Linked DNA regions of Rattus norvegicus: region 1 is linked to region 2. The links are chromatin contacts, called in public Hi-C maps. All regions are on one chromosome and are shown on one strand. The core of a region is the stretch at or near the end of the contact, and the rest is flanking DNA. Distances in the headings are between cores, read along the strand shown.

Region 1 (5,982 bases), core at 2,180-4,679, 100 kb after region 2:
ACAAATGTCCTTAGATTTTTTTTAAACCACAAAATAATTTAATAAAAAATTATTTTAAAATGTATTCAGAAAAACATTCAGGCATTTTCCAGTTTGTAATCTTGTGTTAATGAGAATATCAGAAATATTACAGTGAGGAAGTGCCACCTGACTCAGCGTCCCTCAGAAGCTAAAACGTTCGCAGCTGAGAGACCGGCTTGAACTTGACTTTCAGGATAGAACACTTCTGCCAGTAACGGAGGTTTGCTTGTTTGTCCTTCCTCCCTTTCTGTCTGTCTGTCTTTTTACAGCATGGCAGTACTTTTTTGTTAGATGAGTTATCAAGGGCTGAAGAATTAATTTAAACAGTTTGGTAATTCCTGTTATTAGAGATAGTTCTTAGAAATTCTCCTGTCCCTAGAGAATAACCAGCTCTGAGTCCTGAGGAGAAGCAGCAGAGGTTGCTCCAAGCTAAAGTAGAAAGTGTTTGGGAAAGGCCCACAGGAGAGCCAAGTGCACAGGAAAGTCTGAAAGAACGGAAAGTTTCCAGTTTTTAAAAGACCAGTGAGTGATGTGAGATTGAAAACAGTAACAAACAAACCATTTTCTTGTTGTGTGGTTTGTAAGCTCAGGGTTAGAATAGTGATTCTATCGTATTTACCTTGTAAAGACAGCAAGGCAGGTAATTGTTCAAGGATTGAGGATAAGAGTGCTATTGCTTTGAATGTATGTTAACTAATTTTCACAACCTTTGTACATGGCTTTATGTGCTAGCTTTTTTCTCCAGTGTAAAATGAATCCTAATATGTCTTGCAATTAGTGACAAATAAGAAACTTTGTAATTAAAAGACGATCTGTTTATTTAGGAGCCTTCAAAGGTTGTAAAAGATTATACTTGGCTATATGTAAAGGATAAGTGTTGTGAAATAATGCCCCTCAGTGCCCCGTTTATAATAAATCTCAGCTGTGTGCTCAGCAAAAGGGCTCAGTGCCAAAGAGAACAGGTTCAACTTGTCTGAGGATTTGCACCGCAGCAAAGCGTACAACTGCTTTTGTAGAGGTCATAGTGGAGGTCACAGGCATATGCAATAGAATCAGAGTGGCTTTAAAAACACCGCAGAACCATGTTGCTTGCTATTTAAGAATCTGTGTTAACTTCAAGCATTAAAAGTATAGTTAGATCCTAAAAGTAAATTCTGAGTACAGTTCTCAGTCTGTTTCCAAATGGATTTAAAGTATTTCATCAGCACCTAGTAGCAGATCTTATTAAAGATCTTCAGAGTAATTTTATGATAATTTCCCTGACATAGGTATTTATTTGGTAATTGTAGTTGTGTTTAGTGGATGGATATCATTGTGAAGGAAAAGTCTCTTATGTCGAGGGCAGGGACCGTACATGAAGTAGTTCCAGAGCAAAATGAGAGAGTTGTCATAAGATGGTGAGAGTGTGCGTGTCTTCATTAGGTCTGCTTTCTCTTATTTTAATATGATCAGTGGGATCAGAATTCAACAACAGCAGCGAAGAATACCATATTACATACTGCCATAACGCTTTCCCCAAGTATCTCAGGTTCATCCATATGTGTAGCTATCGTGTGTCTGCTTGCCTGTCTGTCTGTCTGTCTGTCTATCTATCTATCTATCTATCTGTATCTATTCACCCACCCACCCACCCACCCATCCATCCACCCACCCACCCATCCATTCATCCATCCACCCACCCACCCACCCATCCATTCATCCATCCATCCACCTACCCACCCATCCATCCATCCATCCACTCACCCCATCCATCCACCCACCCACCCATCCATCCACCCACCCACCCATCCATCCATTCATCCACCCACCCACCCATCCATCCATCCACCCACCCACACACCCACCCATCCATTCATCCATCCACCCATCCATTCATCCATCCACCCATCTACCCATCCATCCACCCATCCACCCACCCATCCACCCACCCACCCACCCACCCACCCATCCATCCATCCATCCGTCCATCCATCCATCCATCTAAATTTCTAGAAGAGACAATTCAGAAACGGGCTGTGGAAAGCTGCTGAGAGCCAGACATGGAGGCCTTAGGTTTAGTAGAAGGATTCCAGACAGAAAGCCACAGACAGAAATGAGCAGACACAGAACTAGGCTGAGCTGGGTTTGGCCTAAAGTTTTATCTGACTATTTTTCTTGTTTTGGTGACCATGTTTATTTTCAGGGGTGATTATAGTGAAGCAGCAGCAGCCGCTGTGGGCGGGAGATTAAGGGTAATCTGTAGAATGTGTTTCAGCGACGGCAGCTGATTGGCGGCAGCACCTGGCCTAGCAACTGGTCATGTTAGTGCTTACCACAGTTAAATACCAAGTTGTAAAATTTAGAAGCACTTGAAAGTCAGGTTTTTCTTTGCCCTTAGGTTACTGTTTTACTAAGTATACATCTCTTCAATATATGTTTGTTTGTTTTATAAAAGGAAGTCTATAGAATAAAATTAGTTTTTACCCCCAGAATTAAAACAAAAAGCAAACCTTAAAGCAAACCATGTGACAGTCTGGATGCTGTTGCCGTTGTGGGAGCTGCACTTATGCTGAGCAATAAATGGGCTCTCAGATGGCAGCCCGGAAGGACTGCGACCCTTGTGCGCTGCAGTGTCATCCACAGAGTAAACATGAGGCACACTGGAATGCAGCCTAAAGAACTGATTAGCTCAGCGCCTCCCCAAAGGCACCTATTTCAACCTTGCTAGGAGTTAGTCTTCTTAGTTGAAAGAGTATTTTTGATCATATTTCAATGTGTATGCAACTTATAACGATTGATAAGCCATCAATTTCTGTTGTGACTTCTGCTAGAAGAAGAGCTTGTTTTTGCTTATTATACGAAGAAAACTAAACATCTAAGAAAAAATATACGTATAAAAGTTAAAGTTTATATCTCAATATAGATGTAGTTTGCCTAAGTATATGTTTTTCAGAAATAGATTGTAAATATTTTCTGAAAATGACATCTTAGAAAACTAATATAATTTTCATCTTAAAAGAATCTATATATTAATACATAAATAAATACCTTGTACTTTATGATTTAATGGCTGTAAATCTATTTTGTGGAACAGTTTGTACATGTTGATAAGTATTTGAAAGTAGGGTTAGTTCTGGTGATACAAATTCCAGGACATCCAGGGCTACACAGAGAAACCCAGTCTTGAAAAAAGTCAAAACCAAAACCAACCAACCAACAAAACAAAAACAAACAAACTTTAAAACATCCCCAAGGCTAGGTGGGTACTAGTTATTTGTCTTGCTGTTATGATATCATACCTAACAACAGAAACTACACAGTGGTTATCTCTTCTGAGTTCAAAAGACTTTAAATAGACCCAGAGATCTGGCACACGCCATTTGGGCGCTGAGGTAGGGGAGCGAAGGCGCTGTTCTAAAACACCTGTTCAGTCTTGAAATAAACATTCCTAGTGTATCGAGCGCTGGATCAGGCATGGAGGATGTGTGACTCAGTGTATGTAGCTTTTCGTATGGTTTTTTTTGTTAACAGAGTCAAAGGGTACAGTTAGGTAACTTTGCATGAAGCAATTTTATATTTTATTGCAATCAGAAGTGTAGACATATGTACAAGTTGTCGTCATCACCAGCTAACTACTCGCTCAAGACGACAATGCTTTCTTGACTTACTCTTACAGGGAGTAACAGCAAATCAGCAAAGATGTTGATGCCTAAAAAGCGCGTTAAAAATTTCTGTCAAATACTGGGTTTTCTTTGTTTTGTTTTGTGTTTTGTTTTTCGTTTTTAAAAACGATTAGCACAGTCTTTCAAAGGAAAGAGTTTTTTGTCTCACCAGATAGCCTCCCTTGATGTTTTTCTTTTCTGGTCTTTTTATAGAAACAGACATGATTTGCTGGACGCTATGTCCTCTTGGCAGCAAAGTCTAGTCCAGCAGCAAGACAAGCATCAGAGAAGGAATTAAAAACCATTCTCTCAACACTGTGTTGTTTGTCAGTGCCCAAAGAAAATAAACTTAAAACAACAAAAATAAAGCACATAAATTCTATGGGTTCTCTCTTCCCTCCCTCCCTGCTTCCCTCCCCTGAGACTTGGTCTTGCTATGCAGCCCTGACCTCCATAGTGCCCAGGCTTACTGTGATCCTCCTACTCTTCCTTGAATACTCCGCTTACAGGTAGCTACCACCTAGCCTTTCACTCCTACATAAGTTATGTTTTGTTTTTGAAACTCTTCACAGTAGTTTATATTGGTATACCAATATATACCTAAAAGTAGAGTTGAGATATTATTAAAGAATATTTTTCTGTGAACACTAAATGCTGAGTTTTGAGAGTGAACATTGCAAGTGGATTCATATGGCAAAATTTTCCCCTATAGAGGACAGATCATAACATTGCAGAGCCAATTTGCTACAAACATTTTTAAAGTCTTGGCCAAAAGATAATACAGTATAACTCCTTGGGACTATTTGATTGCAATGATGAACAAGATTAGGCTCAGCTAGATGTTAGGAATCTTTGATGGTTTAAAGCATATTTTCAGAATATGAGCATTGCTTGATGAGCAGGCCGAGTGTCTGCAAGGTGACCATCTTCTTCCTTTGCAGATACACTTTGAGAAGGAGACATTTTGGGTGGTTGGCTAACGTGTCTTAAAGACAAAGGGTCATAAAGGTAGACTCTAGGGATAAGTCATTGTTAGGATGCTCAAAACGGATATTTTTGATGTTAAATTCTACCCATTCTAAAATATTTACCTTGTTTGATGATTTTAGTAGAGATTTAGGAAATACAGAAGTAAGTGCTTTTTTTTTTTTTTTTAAATATATAGACCAGTCATGTATTCAATTGGAGGAAAACCTTATTTGTTTTTATGATACTTGGACAGGCAGTGGGTTATTTCTGCTTATAGGTCAGGGATTTCTAGCAGGGTCCCCTGGTGCTCCAGTTTTCCCCCAACCTTATTGTAGATAACAAAAATGAGATTAAGAGAATTCCAATGGTTTACTTCAGTTTATTCAGCTTTAGAGGCAACATCAAGGGAAGTACATAGTTCCCTTTCAGCCTTCAGACCCCTGCCCTCCATTTGTCCTTTTGACAGTTACTGTAAATTTTGAAAAATAATGAGAAAAAGTCATTTCTGTGTGCCTGTCAGGGATGGGGATGAATTGTGCCTACCGTGAAATGATGTTTTAGCAGGAAGTTATTACCGTGCAGCTGTTACAGTGATGATGGGCTGACATCACCCCAGAGTGACCGGAACAGCAAATACTGAAATTACTCTGCTTGTTCCTAAAATAAATTGAAAATACCTGAACTACCACAGAAATGTGACTCTGAGAAGTAGCTTGTACACAGTGTGAGGCATGTTCTTTCAGTCTGCTTGCTTCTTAAAACATTATCTATACCAACACATATATCCATATATACGTGCACACATATTTAATTTATTAGGATATTTACCAGAATAGAAACAGTACAGAAATACTTTATTTGATTTTTCTCAAAGGCTTTCTGTAGATTCGTCTCTGGAAGTAGTCTTAGAATTAAGGTGACTCTGCCCAGGGAGTGACATGTTTTGATTCCAGTTTCACAGCCATGCAGCATACTGTGTTGGATTTGATAAAGTTACCGTTGTGAGAGGAGCTAGTTGGGAACATCATTGCTGTTTTTCTTTCCCGAGCCATTTAAATAACCCTAACAAGCACACGTGGAAACCGTTTTCTTTGCTGAAACACATTCTACTGATTACCGACCAGGCTTCTGCAGGAGCAGCAGGTGCTCTTGGCCTCTGGACAATCTCCATAAGGCTCAGCGTATCAACCCCACTCTTCATACGGTCTCTCCTCTTCATATCTTACTTATTCGTGATTTCATTTGTTATTTGATGCTAAAGATAGCATAGCTTCTCTTGGCTTTATTTTATATTCCTGGCTGACTTTACTGAACACTACTACCTGGATTTTAAAATACAAAATACTGCTGA
Region 2 (5,494 bases), core at 1,354-3,853:
CATGTGCCACCGGCTTCAGACCCAGTGCCTAGGAGATTCCTTCAGCAGAGCACTCCGGGGTAGTTAGGGTCGCCTAACCAGTGCTCCTTCTCTGGGTCGCCCCCACTCTCAAAACTGAGGGAGATTGCTTGCGGGTCGCCGGGCGTGTTTTGTTTATGGTTACCGGCAACCAGGGTCCGGGCTGCACAGTGCGCCTCTCTCCCCGCCTCGGGTGATCTTTGGGCCTCAGGGCTCCACCCGGACGCAGGGCAAAGTAGTGAGGGCGGGTTCTGGAATGCGCAGGGTGATCACCTTCACCTGGCCCAGGCTGGCTGGCTCCATGGCTCCCGGGTTCCTTCCAAGGGCAGAACATTTGAACTGCATTTAGATTCTCTTCTCTCCGATCCCCGTGGGAATGGGCCATCAACCTTCTTCTCCTTACTTTACCCGTATAACAACAGCAGCAGCAGTAGCAACAACAACACGTACACTCACACACACCTAAACACTCACATACAGCCGAGGGTCTGACTCAAGTGGACACAAAAGAGATGAAGGGGAAAAAAAATCTGCATTTTATACGAAAGAAAAGGAAAACACAATAAAGTTCAAACCAGAAAGTGTGTGTGTGTGTGTGTGTGTGTGTGTGTGTGTGTGAAAGAGGACTGAGTGGATAGCTCCTCTACTTCTTTCCTGCTGCCCACCTTATGCCAGCGTGTCCCCTAGTCCCAATTGTCCGGTCAGTAGGGGTTCAGGATGTGTTAGGGGGTCCAAGAAACTGTCCTTCAGTCTTGCCACCTCTGAGGCACTGTAACCCGATCCGAAGTTGTTCAGAATCAGGTTTCAAAACACCGCAGAGATGAGCAGCACCCACACCCCACGCTGCCCAAGCAGCGATGGGAACCGCGGCGGGCAGAGTGAATGATTAGCTCTGTCATATTAAAGCCTCGACGTCCCCAGACCCCATCTGAGTCACTACTCTTCATTAACGCTCCCTTTTTCCTTCCAGAGCGCCCCCGGTGACCTCCAGGGCAAGCCTGGGGCTCAGTCGACCCCTGAGTACCCTGGAGCGTGTGCGCACTCTAGGCTCTGGGTGACCGGGTGGAGGAAGAGACCCTGGCTCGCGCCGGCAGCCCCTGCGGGCCCCGAGCCGCGGTGAGAGCAGCCTTGTCGGCGTGCACACACACTCCCTAAAAGAACCAAGGCGAGAGTGGCAACTTCAAAGGCAGCAGGATGGGGGTGGGAAGCCGGGCAGCAGTGACCAGCCGAGGTGGGGGCGGGGACTGGCCCTAGGAGGGCGACCAGAAACTTCTGGGGGCAGGAGGGGGAGGGTTTGGAGGGAGGATCCCCCGCCCGCCCGTTGCCACCGGCGTCTTCCCCCCTCCCCGTAGGGAAGCGAGGTGGGGGGCGGGGAGAGGTGGGCAGCCGGACCAGGCTGGTGGGGAAGGTAAGCGCCATGTTTTCGAGCGCTTGGAGGAAAAGAAAGCTGGGAAGGGGTGGGGGGGAGGAAGGGGGAGGAGGAAGGAAAGTTGGCGCTCACCTTTTGGACTGGGTCTCGGAGGGGTTTCGGTCGCGCTGCCGCCGGTTCTTGAACCAGTTGCTGACCTGGGTGAGGGAGAGGCCAGTGATCTTGGCCAGGTGCCGCTTCTCGGCGGGCGAGGGGTAGCGATTCTGCTTGTAGAGCTCCTTAAGCGCGTTGCGCGACTTCTCCTTGAAACAATACACCGTCTCCTCGCCGTCCCAGATGGTGCGGGGCAAGGGGAATTTCCTGCGCAGCCGGTACTTGTCCACGGCGCCCAGCGGCCGGCCGCGCGCTCGCTCGGCCTCGGTGTAGCGCGCCTTGTACCAGAGCTGCTGCAGCAGCGGATGGTTGGCCGACTCGAAGCTGTGGCTCTCGAGGATGCTGTACAACTCAGGGTAGATGCCCTGGTGGAAGGCCACGAGCGCTCGCGCCTTCAGCAGGCTCTCGTTGCCACGTAGCAGGTCGCTCTGGGGCAGGGACCAAAGGAACCGGGCCAGGCGGTCCAGGTTGCCCCCCTGCTGCAACGCCTCGCACACGCAGGCGACATGGTCCGGCGAGAAGGCCAGCGGGGGCTGCGCGGTGGCTGCGTGCTGGTGCCTGCCCAGAAGTTCCGAGTGGAGTTGTACCTGATCTGCCGCTCCGGCCGCCGCTGCCCCTTCCTCCCGGCTTACCCTGGAGGCAGCCGCGGCGTCCCCCGGCTCCAGGGGGAAAGGAGCTGGAGCCGGGGGGCTCAGCCCAGCCGCCGCGCCCCCCGCCACTTCTCGGTGCGCCTCCTGTCCTTCCGAGGCGCTTTCCATCCCATTCTCCTGCTTGATGTCCGCCGCACTTGCAATCTGCCCGGTGGGGGAGGAAGAGGACATTTTTTGTTGTTTATTTTCCTCCCTCCCTCACTCCCTCGCACTCTTTTCCTCTTTCTTTCCCCCTCTCTTACTCCTCCTTCTTCGTCTCCCTCCCCCTCCCCCCTCCGGAAAGCCCACTCCCTCCCTCCCGGTTTCGGCTGGATCTGGCCGATCAGGTTTCCCCCAGGCCACGCAGTCACCATTAAGATAGCTGCTAGAGCAAAGTAGTGTAAACGGATAGCTGCTTTCTGCCGTTCCCCCAACGTGACTCCTCCGGTTGCTGCATACTATATGGCACTGGCCGCCCGGCCGGCCCGGTCGCGCCACCCCATTGGCTATTTCGCATTCAGTGGGAGGAGGAGACACCGTTTCTATCCCTGTCGATCACCCGCCTTCCACTCCACCCCTTGCCTTTCCCTCTCTCCCTGACCCCCAGGCACCTTTACCTGCCGGAAAACACCGACATTCTTTTCTGGCCAAGCTCCTGAATGGGCAGTTATCTAGTGTGGCCTGAAAACTGGACAGCTCTTTCAAAGAAAGGCCCAGTGATTCCCAAGGGAATACTAATCGCGTGACCTTAAGGTCTGGACAGCTAAATTTTTAACAAAGAGACCACCCTCAGTAGGTAGATGACAGAACTTCAGAGACTAATTCCGAAGCTTCCCAGCACCTCCCTCCTCTCCTCCCCCACTAAGGGATGTCTTTATTAAGGATGTGTATTCAAAAGGGTCATGAACAACACTAAGAAATGATAGTAGTGAAAATACCAGAGGAGAAGAACTGCTCGGAAAACCTTGAAATGACAAAAGCAAGAAGCATTAAAAAAAAAAAAGTCAACAGAAACCCTGAGATGAATTTAATTCAAACAAACATATAGAAAATAAAACTGGATATTTCTAAGGGATAAGTAGTATAGAAGAGAGTTAAATTATAATGGTCTAGGAACTCAAGTCTACTTACCATAGTAGAAACACTCAAAATCTGGACACCAATAGCACTACCCCCTACACACGCAGTGCGGTGCTAGGATGGATAAATAGTTTCTCTTTGAAGGTGATAAATAGGTATGCTGACTGGATCAGCAGCCTTTGCCGTCCAGAGACAAATGGAAGATTGGTCTCCAGGTTTGAGGCTAAAGTGTGGAGGTGCAATGTGGCTGTCTTCAGTGGGCTTCTTTCCTTCATGGTGTGCATGGGGTCTTAGAGCTCAGAAGGTATTGATGAGCCTGTCTCTGTGGTTACCGTAGGTCAGTTGGGTTTGTCTGTGGGTGCTCCTCAAAATCTAACAGCTAAATGCCCCCCCACTCCCCACCAACCTTTACTTCAGGGTGTCCTTGTATCGTCTCTGCTTCCCAGTCAGTTATAACCGCCTATCCCAGCATGTTGGTTCGGGTCACCTGCTGTCACTTCAATCTGGTGATGTTTGCTTCTTCCTTTCTTTCTTTCTTTTTTCTTTCTTTCTTTCTCTCTTTTTGCTACCACTTTATTGTTGGTTAGCTGAGATATTTGATACAGAACCTAACTGTTCTCCATTAAAATATTTATTTTGTGTGTGTGCACATACATGCAAGACCACACATGCCAGCCATGACCCGTGTGTGGAGGTCAGAGGACAACTCTTGAGAGTCGGCTCTCTGATTTTGATTTTCTTCTTCCACGGTATTGGTGCTGAGGATTGATTGTAAGTGGCATCTTTGGCAGATTTAAAATCGATAATCATAGGCAATACCTTTTCTTCCTCCTCCTTGAAAACATGCAGATAGCTATCAATCAGGATAATATTTGAGTTTAAAACTTCCTTGCTTTAAAAAAATTTTTTCTTGCACTTAACCATATACTTTTATTTTAGGATAATTTTGATTTGCTGATAAATCATAAAAATAGTAAAGAGAGCTCCTACTTACCCTTCACATATTTGTCCCTAATCCTGACACCTTATAGCAAGCAGTACATTTGTATGAGCTGATAACATTGGCATATTATGCACCATAATTAATTCATTATAGACTCTATTATTAGGAGTTCATTCATTTTTCTACGACTTTCTGTTTTTCACTCCAATCTGTGTGGCCATTCTGCATTTGGTTCTCTGAATTTTATTTATCAGAGCAAAGTAGACAAGAAGTAGTGTGGTTTCATGGAAAAGATACATATTTAAGGTTCAGCTATCTAGGCTTGGGTTCAGTCCCAGTTCTGCCATTTACTTGAGTATAAAAAAGTAGAAAAGACCACTGTACAGACTAAATAGAACAAAAAGAACTTGATACATAATTAATCTTCTGCAAAAAAAATTGTTATCTTCCTATTGACAATGCAAAGAAGGAGACCTTTCAGTTCTATATACCTACTTTAAAATTCCTTTGGCCAGGTTATGGGGTCATAGGAGTTAACTTTAAAATTATTATCAATCAAGTACATTGCATGACTTAGAAAAGAACATAACTGGCTTTTGATCATTGGCTCTGTATATTGTCTCTAGGGTACTAAGTCTATCAGGGTCTATGTAAACGTCAGTGGCTCTGTCAGGTCTGCAATAGTGTGTCTGTGGAAACAATGGACCATGGGGCTGGAGGATCCAATTGAGAGGAAATTGATGGAGTCCTTCTACAGATTCGAATTTTGTGAATTTATACACCAGTTGCAGGTATTTCTAGGACCAGATATCTTAGTCTTGTGGCGCTTGGGCAGGGTGAGATTCAGAGCATGTCCTGCCAGAATTCCTAGTAGACTCAAACACGGTCAGCAGCACTGGAGGGGAACTGTGTTTTGTGTGGAGTTTATCTTGGAGCACAGGTTACACCCAATGGTGTTTGAGTTGCTTCTGTTTCACTCCTCTGCTAGGTCGGGACTAATGGAGTCTGTTGCGCTGGCAGGCAGTGTCATGCTGGGTTGTGATCTTGAGGAGTGGCGGCTGAGATGGTGGGATGGGAAGAGTGGAAGGAAAATCAGATCCTCGCTTCTAAAAGCAAGCAGATGATTTTGCCATTTTAGTGTCTTGAAGAAAATCTGGTTCAGTACAGCATGTTATGTTGAAGTTCATGTGATTTTTTTTCTGCTTATTAACCAAGAAGGCAAATTTCTTTTCCTTCCTTCCTTCCTTCCTTCCTTCCTTCCTTCCTTCCTTCCTTTCACTTCCTTTTCCTTTCCCCTTTCCT

What was found. A called contact is a pair of places that touch in the nucleus more often than the background predicts.
Region 1: a Hi-C map of psoas muscle shows a contact between it and region 2, with 2.7 times the contacts expected there. The contact joins the enhancer-like site here to the promoter of Six4 in region 2.

Annotation. Positions count from the first base shown.
Region 1 is chr6:97,650,367-97,656,348 of GRCr8, forward strand. The region is part of intron 6 of Mnat1 (MNAT1 component of CDK activating kinase); the gene reads left to right. Among named protein-coding and RNA genes, the nearest start is that of Trmt5, 70 kb to the right of the region's middle. Within about 2 kb of position 3,430, at least 5 of the 93 cell types and tissues checked have an H3K27ac peak or open chromatin away from gene starts, as enhancers often do.
Region 2 is chr6:97,549,269-97,554,762 of GRCr8, forward strand. Six4 (SIX homeobox 4) reads right to left here and starts at 2,604. Exons shown (of 3, transcript NM_001414919.1): 1 at 1,520-2,604. The coding sequence starts at 2,361. It also overlaps a transcript of Mnat1 not described here.